3 separate regions of the Drosophila melanogaster genome follow, and regions 1 and 2 are each linked to region 3. The links are chromatin contacts, called in public Hi-C and targeted proximity ligation maps. All regions are on one chromosome and are shown on one strand. The core of a region is the stretch at or near the end of the contact, and the rest is flanking DNA. Distances in the headings are between cores, read along the strand shown.

Region 1 (2,700 bases), core at 44-2,543, 120 kb before region 3:
TTATCTCGTGTTTGTGTTACTTGTACGATACGAGTGGGTCTGAATGTGGATGGTAAGGAGCAGAGAACCAGAACAGATTAAACCTACTTATTGTGCGTTATCAAATTTAAGGGAGAATCAGAAACGCCCGTATGATTCAGTGAATAGTATAAATTAGTCAATGGTATCACAGTGAATTTTCCTGGCTATAAACTATCAATGGACTGCTATTGAAACTTAAGACTATTCCCATTCCGAGTGATCTGGTTACTTCTCAGTGGGACAAGATGAAAGAGGGCTTTTGTGGATGGACTATTACCTTCTCCGACATGACCATGTTGTTGTCCTCGGTACCGTAGACAGTTTCAGCTCCGGACTGTGGTCCTCCATTGTTGAGCAGTGCATCATCGTTGTCCATCATGATGAATGGTGTTTGGGTGGATCGGAGGATCTCTTTATTTATAAAGGAGGTGTGCTCTCTACTCTTTAGGAAGGGCGAGGGGCGGTAGGGTGCTGCACTTGACTGCTGTTGATGGGTCGTACGTCACGCGTTAACCGTTATGCAGGCAATGGCTTTTCAACCCCACCAGAATAACAACACGGTAGATGGGGAAGAAAAGAGGGAGAAAAAGAGAGAGAGACTCCCACACACACGCACACACCACACACAGACACTTGACTTTTTGATGATTTGTGAGATTATATTTATATTTTGAACAGATCTCTAGTATATTTAAATAAACTGCACTTTAGCTGGCTTCTGCGTGTCACTTATTATTTGCGTTTTCGTTTTGCGCCCCTCTTTCTTCTCTTTCACATCCATTCACAATATTTGATTGACTAGATTTCATCGTTTTTCGCGTTTGCTTTTCGATGTATTTTCAGCAATGTTACTCGCGAATTTCACTGCCGACGCCTTCGCGGCCATCCGTTGCTTACGATTGAGCACTAAATTTAAGCGAATCAGTGGTTTTTCACACCATTTTTGCAATAAATATTGAAACACTTTGCAGCGCAGCTACGATGTGTGGGTGGGTGTGAACGTGTTACCCTGAAAATACCGATCACCTTGCATTGGCGAAGTGGTATTTTTAACTAGGTGTTTTACGGTCGCACTTAAGTAATGTTTAGCAAATTATTACACCGTAACTTACTAAAATTAATTATATTTATTTCTAATATTTTCGATTTATGTAAAGTTTAAATTTAGAAAGGCCCTTGTTTGAAAAACCGTCAGCAAATATTTGAAAAATACTAAGACATTCACAATGGGGTGTTCAGCTGTTGAGCTATTCGTTATCGAATAGTTTTGGCTTGTTGGTTTGGTATTTTTTCGATAGCTTCAACGTCACGCCGTCCAGTTGCTGTTGTTGTTTTTAATAATTTCGCCTGGATTTCCATTTGTTTAAATAAAAAATGGTTTTTGTAAAGAACTGGGATGATTTCGAGATTGCCGTCGAGAACATGTACTTGGCCAATCCACAGAACTGTCGACTTACCATGAAATACGCGCACTCCAAGGGCCACATTCTGCTAAAAATGACGGACAACGTTAAGGTTTGCACCCAATTCCATTATCAGTGCAAAACACATTTTTAAATTTTTACTTCATTAAACCACAGTGTGTGCAGTACAAAGCGGAGAACATGCCGGATCTCAGAAAAATCGAGAAGATCACCAGCAACTTGGTGGGACACATGGCGTCCAAGGAATAGAACGCAGAAAAACAGAAACTTTTTGGCCACGGCGACACTTCTGCCCAGGAACAACAACAAAGATCATAGCACATGCATGAGCATATGAATCGGCCACGAATGTTGTTGTTGCTTCGCCGGAGCAGGTGTGTGCTTGTGTGTGTGCCATCAACACCCGCATTGAATTTAGTTTTTAAGCACCAAAAAAGCCGCCGAGTTTTTGACATTCGAATGTGGCGATCAGAGTAGCTGCTGCATTTAGCCTGCTTTTAAACGACATTTTATAAATGTCTGCTCTGTACACGTTGCGAATGAACTGCGGATGGAATCATCATCATCATTACTTCTCTTCTGGTGGTCCAAATCCCCATCTGCAGGCAGCGGCGGCGGTGCAAAATGTTTTTCATAATGTTAACCATACGGTTTTGTATTTATCGTAAGAGTCAATCGGTCTTTCAACACATTTCCATGAAACGATTAGCATGAAATAAATCAAGGGAGAACTGAAAAATGCAACGAGACTAATCAATCTTTTGGTGTTTTTATCATTAATTTGGTTTAAAAACCCCATTTTATATATATCTAGATCAATCAATCTATTCCAAAATTAAGTTTCCAATAGGTAATGCAACCAAACCTGCCATATTTTTCACATAAAAGAATATTTTATTCGTTCTAAGTATTACTCATGTTACCTGAAATGGATGTAATTTCTTTCGGAGCATATCAAAAGAATTTATTAATATTTCCAGCACAAGAAGAGGGAGTAGTTGGCATTCGGAGACGTTTTCCGAAGAACTCTTAATTGCCTAACCATTAAAGCGATTAAACAGCCCGAGCAAACAGTTAACAAGCCACCTGAAAGCAGGAGGAGGAACCGAAGAACCACCGATGGGAACTGGAAATGGACAGCGGAATGGGATGCTGGCTCACTTAATAATCCGAGAGCAAATATTGGTTATTTGCCTGCGAGAGGCACTCGAGTTTATTTGCCGCAGGAGATTGACAGCAGCCCGCCGCAAAAGAT
Region 2 (2,817 bases), core at 19-2,518, 80 kb before region 3:
AAAAAAAAAAAAACAAGAAAAACAATTAATGTACGGTTTTATATATATATTAAACACAACAATCTCAAATACAAGTAAAGTTTTAGAGGATCTTTGAGGGCAATTATTAAATTTCTATTGAAAAGCGATGCTAACTTTCCAATAAACTTTTTTCCTTAAATTACAATAGGATTCAATTTCTATGGCTAATGATTGGTCCTGTAGTTCCTACATGAAGGGCTTCACAAAGTTCTTGATCTTCTTAACGCTTCGCTCGGCGGGTCGAATGTTGAGGTGCTGCCCGAATATGGTGAACTCCATGTTGCCCACTTTCATACCAAAGACGCACTCGCTCTTGGGTATTGTGCGCAGCCGATGGTCCTTGCCGAGCAGTTTCAGCACGTTCTTGGTGTCCATGACGCAGATGCCAGCCAAATTTTCCAGGGTGGAGCACTTGGACTGCAGCACCTTCATCTTGGCACCGTGCAAGTCCAGTTTCACCAACTTGCGGCTGAACTCGTCGTAGCGAGCATCGTGCACCTGGGGCACCTCGTCACCTTCCCTCAGCTCCAGATGCTCGCGTACATAGCCCTTCCACAGGTGGTGCAGTGGCAGTGCCTCCTCGTACTTCATCTGCTTGGTGGGAAGAGTGTTCAAACCAAGTGCCGCATATTCCCGGCGACTCAGCGTACTGGATTTGTGGGCGCGACGTTTTCGGGAGTGCTGCTTCTTGATCTTGGTGCCCTCCAGCATTGTGATGTGATCCGGATTGATGTTAACATTGCAACGCTGGTGCGGAATCACCAGATCTGAGATAAATTCCCTCAATTCACTTGTCGCGTGTTCCATTGCGTTGTTATTTAGTTTTATTTATTTGGTGATCAACAATATATCGATAGGCGCGGAACTCTATCGATGGAAGAAAAGGCGATATATTAATATTATTTTTTCAGATGCATAGCTGCATGTGCACTTCGTATAATACAAGCTAAATAATAATTATTGCTATTAATTATTAGAAACTGTATGTACCTGCAATTTTTCATATTCAACGCTGCAATTTAAAAATAACGTACATTCGGGGCAATCTGGCGTTGCCATCCTGCTTTTGCATTTGAAATGTCATAAAATACAAAAAATACCAACGAAATAGAGATGGAAATAGATATAGTGCGGGCACTCTAAAAACATCGATAGCCAAACCTTGAATTAATATACGAGTGGAAAACATCGGACCTATCGATGTTTCTATCGGTGGCCGACCACCTCTAGCAACGCCGAACATATGTTTCAAGTCTCTCTCAACTTTCGAACGGAGCGGAACGTCGAGCGCACGAATTCGGAATTATCGTTGAAACAAACGTCGCCGCGTGTGATCGAAAATCCAAGTTAGGCTCATTCGTTGGGAAGCTGCGAGGTAATCAAACGCCAACCGACGACCAACATCCGCCCGCCCCCCTTTTAGCCACGCCCCGCGGCCCGTGTGATAACAAAGATAATGCAATAAAGGGCAACCGTAGAAAAAAAGCTGTGAGAGAGCCAAGAAACGTGACCCAGGCAAAATTTTGTTTGTTTGTCTGGCTCTGCATATACATGTACATAGTTTAAACGTGCGTGCGATTGTGTATGCGCGTGTGTGTGAGCAGCCGTCGCGTTAGTAGTAGTAACACGCCAAACAACAAAAAATTCATCTCGCGTTATTTACAATAATAATTAAACAAAATTACAAAATTGTTTCCGTCTCGCCCGCTAGTTCACTCTCTCTCACACACACACGCACGAATATTACCCCCGGCGCGTTTTACTTCCATCTCGCTCCCACAAAGGCGGAAGAGTTAAACACAAAAAAAAAAGAAAAATAGAAAAGAAATTATAAACGAAAAACTGCCACCGCCGCTGCTCAATAATTTGTGCATTTTTTAAGGTAATTTAAAGTGAAATGGAATGTCTTGTTTGCATAGGTTAGGTTTAATTAGTCCGGAAAGCTAAGCGAAACCCTGGGAAATATTACATATCCCCGGGCGAATTTCTTTTGTCCCGTTACTTTTCGATTTTCATGCGAGCGTTTTTTGATTGCGTTCATTTTCTGGCGACTTGGGGGTGCTCGCCATTGTTTGGTTTTCAACATTTGTAAATTTGCATGAAAAGTCGGATTTTAAGTGATTTTTGTGTCTTTTGAGCGGCTTTTTGCGCAGGCAGCGCAGTCCGAAAATCACTCAGAATCGCACTCACATGCGCACACACTTACAATTGTAATACACGGACGCGCCCCGGTCGCGACAGCTAACGGCACTTTTCATGTCCTCTCGCGCGCTCTCTCTCACTGTTCTCCTCTCTTCTTTCTTTTTGATTCCTGTGCAGCATCATTTGCCACCAAAAATTCGAAAAGCAAACAAAAGTAACGACAATTAAAGTACAGTGAATAATACCAAAACCGGATTAAATTAAATCTAGCTTTTACAGAATATACAAAATATTGAGCCTAGTGGTAACTAGTAACTAGTGGTCGAATAGGAAATCAATTCTCAATAGTTTTCTTGCGTACTGTGAAAATAAATCAAGATTGTAAATTCTGTTAGCAACGTTTAAATTATTCACAATTCAACTGTCTACAAATGATTATTTATCCACTTCACTCCGCAGTTTCATCACAATGTCCTCAAATCTAATTTAAATAAGTAAGAAGTGTAACAAGCGACACGCAGCGAAACAAATAGCGCTGAATAGAGGAGCACGCCAAGGCAAACAGCAACAAATGGCCAACAATTGAATGGCGGCCATCAGTTGGCCCCAGCGGCATCCATTGAGCAATCAACACCATTTCTCCCACATCAAATC
Region 3 (2,700 bases), core at 184-2,683:
TTTTTTTTTGCGCACCAACTGCAGAAACTGGAGATGAAGAAGCAGCAAAGAAACACAAAATAACTTCACTTCACGGCCAGCAGAGCAGAGCCCCACGCGCATTTGTTGCATTTACAGGAGAGCGTGAGAGCTATAAATAAATGGGAGTCGGAATCTGGGACCTATCCCCCGCCCACCCACTGCCCCGCCCACATCGGCATTATTGCATTTCTGATTGCTGCACTGCACAAGTTCTTAGCCGCCATGGCATTGAAATATTCCTATGAAAATGATGCACTTTTATGCGAACCGAGAAAAAAACAGAGAGACAGAGACAGAGAAAGAGAGGGAGGGCGAAAGTTCAATGACCTTTGACTGCGAGTATCGGTATCGGTATCAGACGAAGAAGAGGAGCACCGAGCGGGGTCCAAAGCTTTGGATTGTTATGGCTTTAATGGTATGGTGTTTAAAATATAGAATGAGCACTTGTGATTCGCAACAAAAACAAGCTTCGGTGATCGAATCGATCGGAAAGCTCTCCGTAGGCTCTAAAAACAGGTTTAATGTGGTTCTTGGCAGGAGGAACCTACATATGTATGTATGTATGTGTATAATACTCACCGATCGGTATCGTGGACTGGAAAACGACGCAGATCATTGGGCTTTACATCCTGGCAACCCATCAGACAAATCCTGGAGGAAGGTGGCAATACTGGTTCCGGCCCATTCGCGCTAGGATTTAGCGACACAGCCTGGCAAATCCGAAGAGTGGTTATCGTATTCGTCATCTATCAAATATTATTTTAAAATTGGATAAAATCACTCATTTTAATTTAAGGTTATTGCTTCTTTTATCATTTTATTAATAAGCTCTAGTTTAGAAAACCATTAAAATAAGTACATACATATATCTTATTTATTTTCTTATTTTCTTTCTTGGAATAAAAGAAAACCTAGAGTGACCCCAAGAACTTTCGCTCTGGCGAATAAAAGCTTGCTTTGCTGCACGTAGAAAAGCACCAATAAGATGCACATCCACGGAAAAGCTTTTTTGGATAACTTGTGCTTGCCTTTCAAAGCCGCGTGGTCTTACCTTTTACAAAATACTTTGAAATTAAATATAAACATATGTACCCCACATCGCCATTATTTACCTATGCTTATCTTAGGAAAACAGATACATATGTACATAATGAACTCACCTGTCACACAAAGTCTCCTTTTCTCTGACCGGCAGTTCTGAGTTTAATAACCCCACGGCAAGAACTCTAGGTGAAAGCTTTCGGTTACGGAACTTTGAATACAATTGGCGCCGGTTTAAGCGATCGCAGCTAGATACGATTAAATGAAAAGGGCATCTATCTTCTAATTAGCGGTATGCTATGCGGCTCCGATTACGATTCTGTTACGTTCTGCATTCTATACTGCGCTACGTCACTCGTGGGAGCAGACTGTCGAAAGCTCCGCCTGCGTCACGCGAAGGCACCGCGCGAAGCTCGGTTTGGAGAGCGTCTCTCCAGCTTTGTCGAGCTTTGTGCCCATGCGTGCGAGATCTTCGCCGGAAAGCTCTGACAAATTCGGAATCAGGCTGAGATTTCAATCGCGCACAGTAAAAACTACCATTGAAGGACATTAAAAAATAGGTATTTCTTTTATGATTTATTATTTTAATGAGTCATATTTAAAATAATAGTGTTTTAAAGAATAAAGTACTGCGCAATGAATATGTATCAAATCGAAGAAAATAATACTTCAACTACTACTTAATAATATGATGTCTGCGCACCTTTCAATTACGCACCTTGTAGTTGATTGTATATAATATATTAATTGTACATTGCAATACTTAAATACCACTTAACTCTAGTTTTATATGCTTTTCGAGAAATTAGCATTTAGATAGCATTTTTGCTTATCAATTATCAATTTGTAGTGTCATAAATTTGCAACATAGCTAAGCCGCCAACTTTTCCATCCCATAATTAATTAAAAGTGTTAAAAGCTTTCCATAAATAAAGATACCAACAGCTGCAGGTGTTGCTTTGGGGCGTGCGTTCAAATGATTTTTGTACATTAATTACGGCCGCACAATTCGCGATTGGCAGCCTTCATTTGGATATTTAAAAGCCAATCAATTGGCGGTTCGACGAAGTCATAAATTTCAATGGGCGCTCATCAGACGAAGGAGGCAAGCCCCTCGAAAAAAAACAGGGGCGTCGAGCCGCAGATAAGCATCCACTTGTCACATCACTCATATTTCCAAGACGTCAATTTGCATTGTCTGTGGAAATTGCAGCCTGCAGCTTGCAGCTTCTTGCTGTCACATGCCAATTGACCCATTCGCCTGTTATGGCCAGGCCAGCCTCAATTTCTCAAGTGCTAAAGCAAATAAAACTTTAATGGCTAGTTTTACACTAGCCAAATTGTCAATTGTCGTGGCCAGTTGATTGCGTTTTACGACCGACAAACAGCAGCATAATTACGGATGGACCTGCACTGTTTTTTCCCAAGAACAATTGTGAAAACACAAACTACTGAGTGGGCCGCATTCGAAAACGCGCTCAGTCAGCATTTTAATTTCTGTCTGATTGAGCCGAATGACTCGAGCTGGCGATGAATGTAGAAGTAGAAGTGTTTGCAGGCGATGCCAGACGGCGATAATTCCCAAGGGGGCCAGGCTTGATCATCGCCTGTGTGGTCTCGCTGTATCTGTCGGTCTGC

Evidence for each region. Hi-C and Micro-C count contacts between places; a contact is called where the count stands out from the background.
Region 1: a contact with region 3 is called in a targeted proximity ligation map of the Kc167 cell line, with 2.9 times the contacts expected there. A contact is called at or near these places in 1 of 107 Hi-C or Micro-C datasets (wing imaginal disc) and 1 of 7 datasets of targeted methods (the Kc167 cell line).
Region 2: a contact with region 3 is called in a Hi-C map of the Kc167 cell line, with 2.6 times the contacts expected there. A contact is called at or near these places in 31 of 107 Hi-C or Micro-C datasets (the Clone 8 cell line, the D17-c3 cell line, the Kc167 cell line and 14 more) and 5 of 7 datasets of targeted methods (the Kc167 cell line and the S2 cell line).

What each region holds. Positions count from the first base shown.
Region 1 is chr3L:7,935,080-7,937,779 of dm6, forward strand. Srp9 (Signal recognition particle 9) reads left to right here and starts at 1,294. Exons shown (of 2, transcript NM_139906.3): 1 at 1,294-1,536; 2 at 1,602-2,179. The coding sequence starts at 1,396. The coding sequence ends at 1,694. syd (sunday driver) reads right to left here and starts at 1,041. Exons shown (of 14, transcript NM_001300046.1): 1 at 299-1,041. The coding sequence starts at 400.
Region 2 is chr3L:7,977,778-7,980,594 of dm6, forward strand. It overlaps nmo (nemo), which reads left to right and starts at 1,269. Exons shown (of 9, transcript NM_001274626.1): 1 at 1,269-1,396; 2 at 1,733-1,903; 3 at 2,623-2,817. It overlaps CG8209, which reads left to right. Exons shown (of 3, transcript NM_139910.4): 3 at 1-72. Pop4 (POP4 ribonuclease P/MRP subunit) reads right to left here and starts at 873. Exons shown (of 1, transcript NM_139911.3): 1 at 28-873. The coding sequence starts at 828. The coding sequence ends at 208.
Region 3 is chr3L:8,057,280-8,059,979 of dm6, forward strand. It overlaps bip1 (bip1,), which reads right to left and starts at 1,434. Exons shown (of 4, transcript NM_139912.5): 1 at 1,182-1,434; 2 at 601-767. The coding sequence starts at 767. It also overlaps asRNA:CR45868.